Regions from separate parts of the Gossypium hirsutum genome. Here region 1 is linked to region 2. A link is a contact called in public Hi-C data. All regions are on one chromosome and are shown on one strand. The core of a region is the stretch at or near the end of the contact, and the rest is flanking DNA. Distances in the headings are between cores, read along the strand shown. Region 1 holds the start of LOC107886339. Region 2 holds the start of LOC107887465 (phytosulfokine receptor 1).

Region 1 (6,893 bases), core at 3,436-5,935, 820 kb after region 2:
AATCCATTTAAAAAATAAAGCAGTTTTCTTTTTATTTTTCTTCGTTATCATTGTCGTTTGCGAAAATTTGATTTTTGAAACAAAATAAATAAATTCTAATCAACGGACAATAAAAAATAAAAATAAAATAAGTTATCGGGGGCGATACGATACAAAGGTGGGGAAAAGGACCGATAACAGCTGGACGTCACATTGACTTATCCGCCACGTCAGCAATGTAGGACCTACAAGCAACACATATAATAATAAGGCTAAACAGAGCAAGTGGGGTTCATAAGGCATTTTTAATTTAATTAAATAAAGTGCCGACTTAAGTGGATAAGCACGGATAATTGAACAGTCTCACGTGGCCACCAATACACGTGACACGTGTCCCGAACATTTTTTATTTGTCCGAATTTGAAAAGCAGAAACCATATAAGTAAATGGAAAAGAAAAACTGTGAAACGACAAAACCCTGAGCCGGCAACGAGCTTTGCACAGTTCCTTTTTGTGAAATTTAAAGATAATGTTCTTAATAGTACTAGTGCCCTTTACAACGGCGGTCGATGGCTAATGATGGAAGTGACCACGTGGAAGATTTTTACCCTTTGATTTCTAGAGTTATTAGATCTAACGGATGGGAAAGCGGGTCTTGTTTAATGATTTTCATTAGGAAAATTACAGAAAAAAGAGACTACTAAGATAAGATGCACGACTGCTATGAACAGTGAACACATGTCTTTTAAGCATATTTTAATTTTACTCATAAATTTAAAGAAATATCCAATCAGTTTTTGAGAAACGCGTTTTTTTTTTAATTATAGAGTGAATTAAATTGTGGATGATATTTCTCTATGGTAATATTAAGAGTTTAGTGTCATCGATAAAAGTTTTTTATTTTTATAAAATAGTATATTATTTTTAAAGATAATTTTATTTTCACAAAAATTTTAAATAAAATTATATATTATAGAATTTGAAATCAAGATTATAATAAATCTAACTTCATCATTTGAATTAAAGCCATATTTAATTTTTATATCAAATTTTTTAAAATTTATAATATGAATTTATACGTAGATATCTCATAATTTAGTATAAATAAAAATATCAAGTAAATTAATTAATTATAAAATAAATTTCAAAATTACATATGAATTTTAATCTTGTGTAATTTTATATATGACATTCTAATTTGTTTCAATATTTATAAAACCCTAATATCAATATCAATATAACACCATTTTATTACATATTACACAACCAATAATTATATTTATCTAATATAAAAATAAATAGAAATATTAATTTCTTTAAATATGTACAATTGAATCAAAATCAAAATTTTAAATACACATTTGAACTAAAATCAATGTTTAAAGTGTATAATTACACCAAATAAAAGTTTACGTATTAAATTACACATTGAATTTAAATACATGATAATTTTTTAAAATTAAAAATAAGGATAAAACAACATTCAAAATATGAACTTGTCAAAAATTTTCAACTTGATTCTGATTTTTTTAGTTCTTGTTATTATTATTATTTTTATATTTTCAATATCTATTTTATAGTTTATGTTTAATGCTTATCGTTGTTCCTCTTTACGATGTTTTATTCAAGGTTTAAACTGTTTTTTTTATGTTAGAAGTGTAATATATATCCTAATTTTATTTCTAAATTTTAATTTTATTAAAATATGATAATGTGATGGTGTTATATTTTATATTACGAATGTTAAAAATATAAAATATATACCTTTTAAAAATTTTAATGATTGAAATAAAAGAACAAAAACTCCATTTATCACTGTGTCAAAAAATAAAAATTCTCTTTAATTGCTTATCCCTATTAAATTAGGTCAGTTTTAAAGCTTTAGGCACGGTTTGTGTTGCTTTTAATGAAATAGGCATTGAAAGAACCCACCCCACCCCCACCCCCCCCTTCCCCCCAAAAGAAAACAAAACCCACCTAAGCGATTATGTGCTTTTTAAAGCCCTTATCTATTCCTGAACTTTATCTAACACACAACCACAACACTAAAAATAAGTATTTGTTAATTTTGGAAAAATTATTTATATATAAGTGGAGTTTTTTTTGAAAGTGCTAATAATACAATTCAAGCATAATACAAATATATATTTGAATAATCACAAGTACTAAATTATTACAATATAAAAAAATTATCTAAATAATTATAAAGTAAAGCATATAATTAGACTAGAAATTATTATAATCTAAACTAAAACTTACGAAGTGAAGTAAAACCTGCAATGATAATTACACATGATAAAACTAGGAGATCAATAAATATGATTATACATAATGAAATCTCGAACTTAGGTATTCAGAATATAAAAAATATTTGTATTTACCAATTGTGTGAAAGCCTCTTTAGTTTGTAGGTGAAGTTCTTTTTTTTATAGAATACCTACATTTATTTATAACTTCTCTTGAATCTTTAAATTAAAAAAATAGGTTATGTTCTAAAATTTATTTTTGTTAAATTTTATAAACGGGTAGAAGAAAAGATATATTGAAAAACTAAAATTAAATAAAAATAAGATAATACGTGATAATATTTAAAATTCATTTATAAAAAAAAATTACAAGTTGTGTGGATGAGTTTCAAAAAAATTAATTGCTACAGGTTTACGAGAAGCGGTCTCTAAAATCTCAACTTGATTTTAGTCAAAAGATGAAATGTACGAATTGGGTAATATTATAATTAGCATTGCAATGCATCTATTAATTATTCAGCAAATTGTTTTTTGGTAGAATCAATAAAATATATTGTCAACTGAGGCATTAGGAGAACTTGTGGCTTTTGGGTGAGTTGAGGAGTTGTTTATGGCATGTTTAAGAATTGATTCTATTCTTATTGGGATAATTAAAAAGAGATCCATATCACATCAAATACAAAGAAAAGTCCAAGGTGGCAAAGTAGCATAAGTGGAGAGTTTCCACATTTCACCAATCACCACTTTCAACCCTTGTGGGTTCATTCCTAGATGTTTAAAATTTTCTAATTCCTTCTAACACAAGTTAGTTAAGTTAATTTCAATTGAGATCATTGAAAAAACACTTGTGGAGCTTAAAGGAATAGTGAATGATTCGATTAATTGAGATTTTTGATATTTTTATTTTTATTGAATTAAAAGAATGTAGTTTATTACTTGTATTTTTAAATAATATTACCTCAATCCAAGTTTAATGACAATGTTTTTTTTTAAATGTAAATTTAATGACAATGTTAAAACTTCTTTCTCAATAATAATAATAATAATAATAATAATAATAATAATAATTAACCAAAAAATATCAAAATAATAATGAAACTACTGTGTACTTTATTACATCAAAATATATTTTAATCTTCATTTAATGTTTTTCGAATCGAACTGATAGTTGAGTTGATTAGGTTATCGATTCTTCATTTGATTGGTATGTCTGGTTAAAATTAAATAAATTATTAAAATATTATAAAAATTTTAAAATGAAAATAATAAAATCATAAAAACTGGTTCAACTGCCGGTCAACCAATCCGATCTAGTTCAAGAGTCAATTGGTTTTTTCCTTGTTTTGAATCGTTGTATCGACTAATTCCCAGACTAATCAATTCGACCAACTGGTTTAATTTTTAAAGCACTACTTTTAACATTAACTCAAATAAAGTTTTAATTTTTAATTATATTTAAACGACTATTTTACTAAAAAACTACTATGTTAATATTTATTGAATTAAGTGAAAATGCATTAAATAAAAAACTAAAAATAAAAAAATTTGATTATGCTTTTATTGCATCAAAATTTATGCTATTATTTAAGTATGTAAAAGAGTTGGTGTTAGAGTTAACTAGAAATCAACTCAATTATGAAAAATACTAAAAAAATTAATCGTTTAAAATTAATAAATATTATTATAAAATGTTTTGTATTTTCATTGCTTTATATAAAATTTATATTAAAAAAAAGAGATAACATTTCTATCAAACATATTAAAATTTTAACTTTATCATTTTTATGAAAGTATGTTTAATAAAAGTTTTTTTTATAAGCAAGTTACCATATTTTTCTTATGATTCAATTGTTAAATAAATAATTTACAACAATATTTTTAATATTGAATTTTTCTTTGACCCACGTGATAATATAATAACATTTTGAAAACACGTTAAATAAAGCTTTCTAACCTGATAACATTTCAGCATGTCATAGCAATTGACAATACAAGATGGAAAGCAATTGAAATGTATTTAATATTCTTACACTAATGTATTTACATATTTAAATTTATATTTACTCACAATTTAGATTAACTTGTTTTATTTTAATTTCATATGTAATTATTAATTTCAAACCATATGTTTAATTATTTATTAAATGCTATTTTTTAACCACACATATATTATAAATATATTATTTCCACATGCATACATGTATGATGCAATTACTAATATATTTTAACCTTTTAACTTACACCCAAATAATGCATTAAAACATAAAAAATTAATACAACAAAAATATTATTTAAATATAATAAAAACAAAAAATAATGGAAAATAAGTCATAATTATTTGATATTTTAATGTATTTATTATTGAAATTTAGCATTTCATACATTATCAATAATTTTTTTAATTCTATAAAAAGAATTCAAATATTGGAGATATCATTTTTTAATATAATTTTTTAATTTTTTACTCACCTTAAAAAATATCACTTTATAAATTTATCTTATAAAGTTTAATATTTTTACTCATTGTTTTTCATTATAATAAAGCTTTTGATTGAGTTAATGTTACTTATAAACTTGGTCACTCAGTTGAGAAATGATCAAAAACCTATTTTTTTTAAAGAAAAAAATGTCGAATTCTCTCTGTGAAAATGTTGATCCTGGACTATCCACTGTGGAGGAGATGATCCCTAAGAAAGTTAGATTCAGAGACAAGGAGAAAGCAACGAGTAATGACATGCTGATCGAGTTGCCTCTAGATCAACCTACTTCTTGGAGAGACATGCTCGTCAGCCAATCTTCAAAGGGTGATTCCAATGTGGATGGGAAGGAAGTTATTGATTTTTTGGAAGGGGACATTCAGAAATCCGTTGTGAATGGCATGCCTTCAATTACTTTTTCGGACCAAATTCATCAAATCCTTATTCAGGGTATGAATAATAATGTGATCTTAAAACTCCTAGGTCGTAACATTGGTTTTTTGATTTTGCAGAACAAAATTTACAGCATATGGAGACCTTCAGGCCCTATTCACATGATGGACATTGAAAACGACTATTTTCTAGTCAAATTCCATAACAAATTGGATTGTGATAAGGCTCTCTCTGAAGGATCGTGGACTATTTTCGGCCAATATTTGACTGTTCAGCCTTGGACGAGGGCTTTTGACTCTACACAGGCTTACCCAAGTGTAGTAGTGGCATGGATTAGACTCCCTGCTCTTCCTAGTTATTTATATAACCGTAAAATCATTACTGAAATTGGAGAATTGGTGGGCAAAGTGGTCAAGTTAGATATGAATACTGATAGCAGGACGAGGGGGTTGTTCGCTAGAATGGCGGTATACGTCAACTTAGAAAAGCCGTTGGTGTCTCAAATCTTGGTAAATGGCCGAACACAAATGGTAGAATATGAGTCCCTTTCTACTATCTATTTTCATTGTGGAAGGTATGGACATGTGGAAAACATGTGTAACTTCAAAATTCCAGAATCTACGGTGGTGGTAAACATGGACTAGCATGAGATAGTACCAGAATTTCAAAAATCGAACGTTGAAGGATCAGAAAAGAAAGATGGCAACTATGGGCCGTGGATGATTGTAGAAAGGAAATCAAGGCGCAAAGTAAGGGATAATCCGTAGAAATTAACCGAAATTCAGGAGAAGGAGAAGGTAGGCTCCCGATTCAGTGGCCTTGCTAACGGGGATTTGACTAATGAATTTTAGGATAGGGAATTGGCAGATTTGCGGAGGTCTAAAGGGAAAGAATTATTAATTAAAGGTCAACGCAAGACATTTTCGAGAAAAAGGCAGCTGAAATCAATAAAAAAATCTCAAACGGTAATTTTAAAGAGTCGGGCCCCAAAATTTCTCTAGGCCCAAATAACAAAAAGAATAAAGAACAATTTTTGGGATAAGTTCGGCCCATATGACCAGTAATAGAATTGTGCAGAATTCAGAGGTATTTACCTCTGGATTGGGCGTGGGGGTTTCTTCACCTAAGCAGGTCTAGGGCATGTTGGATCATGAAGCCCAGGCTGAAGGGAACCAGTAGGGTTCGTTTGCTCCCAACAGCAATAGTCGTCCCTTTGCAGCGCCGGTAGTTGTTCCTGAGCAGGCCATCGATGAGGTTATCTTGCATGACGAAAGGGAGACTTCAGTGCTCCAGAGTATACCAAGTTTAAAGGAGGTAGTTAGAGGAGAAGAGGTAGTCGAAGTTGGCAATCTAGATTCCGAAAAACACACAACTGTGGTTTTCTTTGAAAATAAAGAACCCCTTTCCATGAACACTCTCTTGGATCAGAAGGGATTTCTTGATTCGAGCAAAGAAATGAAGTTCAGGAGCAGATCGAATAAGCAGAATAAAAGATTTCGTGGGACAAATGTAAGGTTCAAAAACGCTAGCTCCCCTCGTGTCTTTTTTAAAAAATCTATAGAGAATCTTGCTGAGAGTATATCGAGTATCTCAAAAGAAAATTTTGGTACTGGTTTATTTTCCAGAAACGATGAGAAGATGAATGGGTGTATAATCCCTAAACAGTATGACTATTGAAGGTTTTTGGTTTGTCCCTCTTGATTTTTTATTTACGTGGGTTTTGCTTTTTGGGCTTTTATTATTTTTATATTCTTATTATATTATTTTGATGATGCCTAATTTAAAAATTTTCTCGTGG
Region 2 (7,264 bases), core at 3,406-5,905:
TTCGCCGGCCCACTTTCATTTGATTTATTAACAATTTAATGTAATTATATTTTTTTCCCTTTGAAATTTAATCATTTAATATTTTAAAATTGTCATAATAATTTATTTGGCCCCCAACTTTATAAAAAAATTATTTTAACTTTCTATTTAATTTTTCGCTTTTTTTAACTTTTAAATTTGCTTTTTTGTTAAATCACCTAAAATGGAAGAAAAATTAACCTTCTTTTAACTTTCTTAACATGGCATACTCGTGAATGCCACGTTGGTATTTAATTAATTTTTTAAAACTTTAAAAATTAAAAAATATATAAATTATTTTTAAAAATTAAAAAACATTAAGATTATTTAAAAAGTATAAAATATATTTTCTTAATAATTTTTAAATTTTAAAAAATTAATTAAATACTAACATGGTATATATATGGCAATCCACATATATGCCACACTAGCAAAGTTAATAAACGCTAACTTTTCCATCTATTTTGGATTGATCTGATAAAAAGAAATACAAGTTCAAAAGCTAAAAGATGAAAAAAAATTTATTGTAAAGTTAGAGAGAAAAAAAATATTATGCATTAAAAGTTTTATATAAGGGAATTTTAATTAGGTTTGGCCACATAGTCAAACCTGAAAATGACATAAAAAAAAAAGAACAAGTTGGCCCTTAGTCAGCTATAAACATTTTACCAAAATTTGTCTTCAGAAGCCTACAGTGGACCCAAAAATTTCTTTAATTCAAGTATTTCCCAACTTTTGACCAAGTAATTGCTGCTTATTAATGTCAAATGGTTGATTGTAATGGATGCAGCCCCACGTCATTTCAACCTTATATTCTAACTTAACCCAACAACCAAGTTTTCCTTACCAACAAACCATTACGACAAATACACCAAGTAGGAAAGCTTAGGACCATGCAAAACAGCAAAAGAAGGCATAACATTCAATGGAAAAAAAATCTTCACATTTCGTATCACCATTACATACAAAAGAATTATATGTATTTTACATGTTTGGAAACAAACATTTTGTTGTTCGATTGTGAAAACTTACAAAGTGAATCATAAAAATGCTTGTTGCTTTCTGTCAGAGTTCTCCATGTTGGAGAGCAGCAGAATCTGATACACCACATATCTGGAGTAATATTTACAACAGGATGACATTACTATGAAAAACTACCAATTTTCTGCTGCTGCTTCTAGCTGTACAACCGGAGTTTCATGTAGTTGCGTTCAAACACTAGATAACGATGTCACTTTGTCAAGCCAATAAACTAGCTGCTGCGTTGTAGGCCTAATTTTAGGGCTTTCGTTTAAACAAAGGCATGCGATTTCAAGAACCCGCAACATTTCCTTATCATGCTGCTTGCCATAGATAAACGGGTCAAAAACCTCACTCTCCTTGTTTTCCATCTTCATGCGAATCACCCAAGAGATCAAATCCCGGGTACCTTTTGGCTTGCACATATCCATGGGCCTTTTTCCGGTCAGAAGCTCCAAAAGCACTACCCCGAAACTGTACACATCACCTTTATAGGTTGCAACTGAAGCTTGTCCGTACTCAGGAGGAATGTAGCCTAATGTTCCTACCAGATCAGTGGTGACATGGGTATCATAGGGAAGTATGAGCCTTGCAAGACCAAAATCGGCCAAGTGAGCTTTAAAATTCTCATCTAAAAGAATGTTACTTGACTTTATATCTCTGTGAAGAATATGAGGCTCACATGACTGGTGCAAATAAGCTAGACCCCTAGCTGCCCCTTGTGCAATTTTCAGCCTTGTTTCCCAACCAAGCAAGGATGATCCATCAACCTTCTCATGCAACCAATAGTCCAAGCTACCATTCTCCATGTAAGAATATATTAAGAGCCTATCATTTTTATGCATGCAATATCCTTGTAGATGGACAAGATTTGGATGCTGAGCTCTTGAAAGTGCTTCAACTTCAGCACGGAATTCTCTATCCATCTGACCACAATCACCAGAAAGCCGTTTAATGGCAACCTTACGACCATCTGGGAGAGTGCCTCTATAAACCAGACCAAAACCACCACAACCGATGATATTTGCTTGGTCAAAATTGTTGGTTGATTCCAAAAGGTCATCAATGCAAAGCTCCTTGTAGGATTCCCAATTTTGGAAGAGCACCACTAGCCTTGAACTGAGTTCTTCTAAATTTTTATCATTGGTGTCAGGCTCCTCTTTCTCGGGATCGACCTCGTTGCGTTTATGTGTACGCAGAACAAACAAATACATAAGGCCAATCAAAAGGGCTGTCCCAAATATGATTCCAACAACCATTCCAATGATGATATCTTTGTTCCTTCTTGATCTTTTTGGAGACACATGTTCACTTGTATTATCTTGACAACTGAACCGATGATCACCACAAAGATTGTTTCCTTCAAAGCTTGAATTCGGGAATGTCTGAAATTGACCTCCAGAAGGAATCTTCCCATAAAGTCGATTGTAGGCAACATTAAAGATAGACAGAAAACTGAGACTTTCCAGTGAAGGTGGTATGGTCCCAGTTAAGTCATTATGTGATAGATCCAGAATCTCCAAGCTGCTCATCTCAGACAAATTTTCCGGAATCGGTCCAGAGAGATTATTGAATTTCAAATCAAAAACAATAAGCTTTTTCAGATTCCCGAACTCAGGCCAAACTGGTCCACTAAGAAAGTTGTGACCAAGTTCAAGTGTTGGTGGAAAACTCCAAATTTGATTATACTGCAATCCCCTCGCACTTTCATTCCTTTTCATGAAGAAAGGGAAATCTGGTGAAGGTTCCTCCAGTGAGATATTTCCATGAATGAGGCTCGGTAATTCAGTTAAACTCTTAGGGATCTCTCCAGTAAACGAATTGTTCGATAAGTCCAAGTAAAACAGATCCCTATAGCTTCCCAACCATGGCGGAAGTGCTCCATTCAGATGGTTCCATGACAAATCCAACAACTGCAATGCAGAAATCTTGCTCAACCATTGGGGAATTGAACCTCTAAGTTGACAGCTTGCAATAACAAGAACCTTCAACTTTTCAAAGTGCAGATTAGGATCATCAGGTAATGTTTCACCAGGGAAATTCAAGGTGAGAACCAAAGCAGTTAGGTTCCTACACTGCTGCAGAATTTGAAGAGCAGAGGAAAGATTATGGAGGCTCGAATTCGAGAGGGAAAGATAAGAGAGGCTATGGAATTGTTTGAAGCTCTCAGGGATTTGGCCACTGAAATTATTGCGGGCAAGGTTGACATCTTGCAATTGTCTGCATAAGGGAAGATTATCAGGCACAGGCCCAGTGAACTTATTGGTAGCCAAATCCAGAGAATTCAAAGTAACCATAGCAGAGCAATTAAGATATATAGAACCCTCCAATGAATTATTCCTCAAATTCAGCAAACTAACGGTTGGAGAATTGGACAGTGAACTGGGAATTCCACCACTAAAGTTATTTGAATTTGCTATAAGATACTGAAATCTCTTTAGCTCACTAAACACATCCGGGATCTCTCCAGAAAAATTATTTGAAGAAATATCTAAACGAACAAGATTAGAGAGATTAGCAATACCAGGACTAAGTTTCCCACCCAAGTTGTTATCTTGAAGCCCCAGACGTCTCAAATTTTGAAGCTCAAAGATGTCTTCAGTCACCACACCAGTGAGTTGATTTGTGCCAAGATACAGTTCCTCCAAGGAAGAACATTTTCCAAGCCCTGGTGAAATATTACCAGAGAAATAGTTCACTGCCAAACTAAGGAACCCAATTCCAGTGGAGTTAACACATATATGGGAAGGAAGGGAACCCTTCAAGGAATTGGCAGAGATGTTAAGACTTCGAATTGAAGGCAGATTGATGCTTTCTGGGATTAGTCCAGAGAAGTCATTATAGCTCAAGTCAAGTTGCTCTAAATTCGGCATATGAAACAAAGAAAGTGGCAATGAATCTTTAAGGAAATTGTGGGAAAGATTGAGAGTTTTAAGCTGATCCAAACCATACAAAGAATCAGATAATTTGCCTGATAACCTTTTATTGGGCAGTTCCAACTTGATTACTCTACCAGCAGATGGAGGATCACAGGTTATGCCTTCCCAGTCACAACAATCAGCAGAGGAATTTGTCGTCCAACCTTCAAGTGTTTTTGTCAAATTGCCCATGAAATACCGGAGAGCAGTCCAGTCCTTTTGATTGCATGTCAGGTTTTGAGAGCTGAGAAACTGAGGTTGCAACAACAACCCAAGAATAATAACCATAGCCCAGCAGCCTTGAGCCCCCATATCAACAATAAGAGAGCAGCTTTGTATGCTGAGGACGAGAAACAAGCAAACCCCTTTAACCAAAGAAGAATTTTTCCGATGTGGCTTGTGAGATTTGGGGGTCGAGAGAGGGTGAAAGCTCAAAACAGAAGAGATGAGATGAAGGGAAAGGGAAAGGGAAAGGGAAAGGAAGAGCAAAATGGTGGCTTTGACTTCAACACGGATTTGGCCATACCACAGATTTCAATTGTCAAATGAGTGAAATTGAGAGGTGCTTTGCCTTTGGTTTTGCTTCTCTATTCTCATATTGGGGGATTTTTTTATTTATTTAGACTTTAGAGGTTGCTTTGCGCCATTAAAGCCGTTGGCATATGGAAAGCACACAACTATCCGATGGGTTAACCGGTAAACTGTTGGTATCACTGGCGATGGCCGGTCAGCTCACAGATGTGTGCTTTCCATATGCCATTTGACTACTTATTTTTTTATTACAATTTAGTCTGACTTTTTGAATTTCTAAATTAATCAGCTATATTTTTATGATTCAAAATTTAAATAAAAAAAACTAAAGGGAAATAATGAATTCTCTTTGATGTTTAATGTGGATATATCCCTATTATATGTGTGAATATTAATATTTTACTTGTACAATACAAAAAAAAATATTATTGAAAAAATTTCCCTTATACTCTGACAAATTAGGATAAGAACAAAATTAAACCTAAAGCAGCCTAATTAAAGGGCAGCAAAGTTTGGTAATCACTAATGACATTTATTAGGGAAATAGCCTAAATGCCTCCCAAGAAAACAATATATAGGATGAGAAAATTTCCATGTAAAAAATATGCTTAAATGAAAAATTGTTAAGTTATTTCAATTGTAGGTCTTTTCCTCATAAATTACATTTAAACTATCAACTTCATCTTATTTTACTCTAAAACATAATATTATTTAATAAAAATGTAACACATGATATATTTTTATTAAATGTTGTACACTTTTTATGGTAAAATAAGATGGAATTTATATTTTATGTATTATTTTTACCTCCAATAAAATTTTAGGTGCCTAATGAGAAATGTGATATAATTTGGGAACAATTGTATAGTTAGCTTAAAAATATAATTATTAAAAATTTATATAAAAATTAAAGATTATACTATTTAGATAATTTCCCAAGTTTTAATGCATTCTTGTTTTGGTCACAATTTCGTTGTTGTTAATTTAGTCACTTTAGTTAGATTAATTGTAATTTTTAATCTCTCCACGTTAAAATATCTTTGGCCAACACATGAAATATTAATATGGCTAGACATAATAACAAAGTTAGCTTTTAATATTTTCTATCAATTTGTTCCTAATTCTAAAAATTTAATAAAATTAACCCACAATGTTTACACATTATATCAATTCAATCCTAATTTTAGAAAATCATAAAATTTTAATTAAAAATACATAAAAGTTTCAAAATTAAAAATATTTAAAAAATACATAAATAAAACAAATAAAAATAAAAAAATTTTAATTTTCATTAACTAAAAAGTTACATTAAAAATAAAGCTTTGTTTATTTTCGAGTTTGATTTTGATTGTTGGAGCCTGCCTGCGGTTTCCTTTTAGAAATTGATAGTGGAGTTTGATTTGGCAACAGGTCCAAGTCGCAGGCGTGAGTTAATTGTTTAATAGTGGCGTCTATGTGCAGTTGAGGTGTTGTTGGTTAAAATTAAATTAATTGATGGAATTGATTTAATTAAATTAATTAGATAGTGATTGAATTTAATTTGATTGAAAATTGATTGATAATTTTTTTAAATTTCAGTTATAAGATTAATTTGCTTTAAAATCAGATAATTAATTGAATTAATCGAAATAACCAAAATAAATAATATATTGAACTATTAAAAAAATGAATATTAGCAACATATTTTTTTTATATATTTTATACTTATTTTAATTAAAAGACAAAAATATATAAATTTCGATAATTTGATTAACTGAAATATACCGGTTAAGTTATTATATTTGAAAAAATTTCGATTCAATTAGTGGTTAAAAATTTTTACATTTTGGATAATTTGGTTAATAGTAATTCAATTTAGTTAATAACCGAACCAACCATTTGAATACGCCTAGTGGCCAAGGCTCATAAGATTGTCCTATATATGCCCTACAAATATAGTTCCAAATTATTAACTCCAAGCTTAAGTACCTCTACTCTTATTTCTATGAATTTTTAAAATCAGAATCAATTTGACATAATGTGTAAACATTACATGTTATATGTTAAATTTATTAAATTTTTAGAATTAAGATTAAATTAACAAAATATATAAAATGTTAAGAATTAAATTTGTTATTATATTCAACCATATCAGCATTTTATGTTGTGACCAAAAGTATTTTAATAATAGAGTGAATAAAAGTTACAATTGATCTAATTGAAGTAACTAGATTCACAAAAAAATTTGGTGACCAAACCAGGAGATTGCTAAGACTTGGATAGTTATCTGAATAGTTTACCCAAAATTAAAAAAATATTTTGATTAAAATAGTAAAATTAAATACATCCTAGATTCAAATCTCTTTTTTTTTTTTTTTGAATGAAACTCACTAGTTATATTGAAACTGGGCCAAAACAAAACAAACCCAAACAATACAATGACCAAGACGAAACCAAATAAACAAAAACCAAAACAAACTCAACACAAACAGACAACGAATGACAAAACAAAGTCTTAACAAAACAACCCAAAGAAAAACCCAAGACAAACCCAAAACACACAATAAAATCAAGAAACAGCCCAAAATACTCTAACCAGCAAAAAAAACGTCAAAAGGGATACTCTAAAGCCTTCTTGCTCCAGCTGGAAACCAATAAATAAACCCCCTTGAAAGCAACAAACATTAAAAATTAATTATCATCCATCAAATCATCAGCTAACCGTTTCAAAAGCCCCCCAAAAACTTTCTTGAGTACTTCACCTTTCTTTAATGCTCTTTCAAAAGTTAGATTTCAAA

The links. A called contact is a pair of places that touch in the nucleus more often than the background predicts.
Region 1: a contact with region 2 is called in a Hi-C map of leaf, with 3 times the contacts expected there. The contact joins the promoter of LOC107886339 here to the promoter of LOC107887465 in region 2. A contact is called at or near these places in 3 of 34 Hi-C or Micro-C datasets (all in leaf).

What each region holds. Positions count from the first base shown.
Region 1 is chrA03:73,392,685-73,399,577 of Gossypium_hirsutum_v2.1, forward strand. It overlaps LOC107886339, which reads left to right and starts at 4,686. Exons shown (of 2, transcript XM_016810247.2): 1 at 4,686-6,604. The coding sequence starts at 4,819. The coding sequence ends at 5,739.
Region 2 is chrA03:72,570,965-72,578,228 of Gossypium_hirsutum_v2.1, forward strand. It overlaps LOC107887465 (phytosulfokine receptor 1), which reads right to left and starts at 4,656. Exons shown (of 1, transcript XM_016811728.2): 1 at 940-4,656. The coding sequence starts at 4,268. The coding sequence ends at 1,230.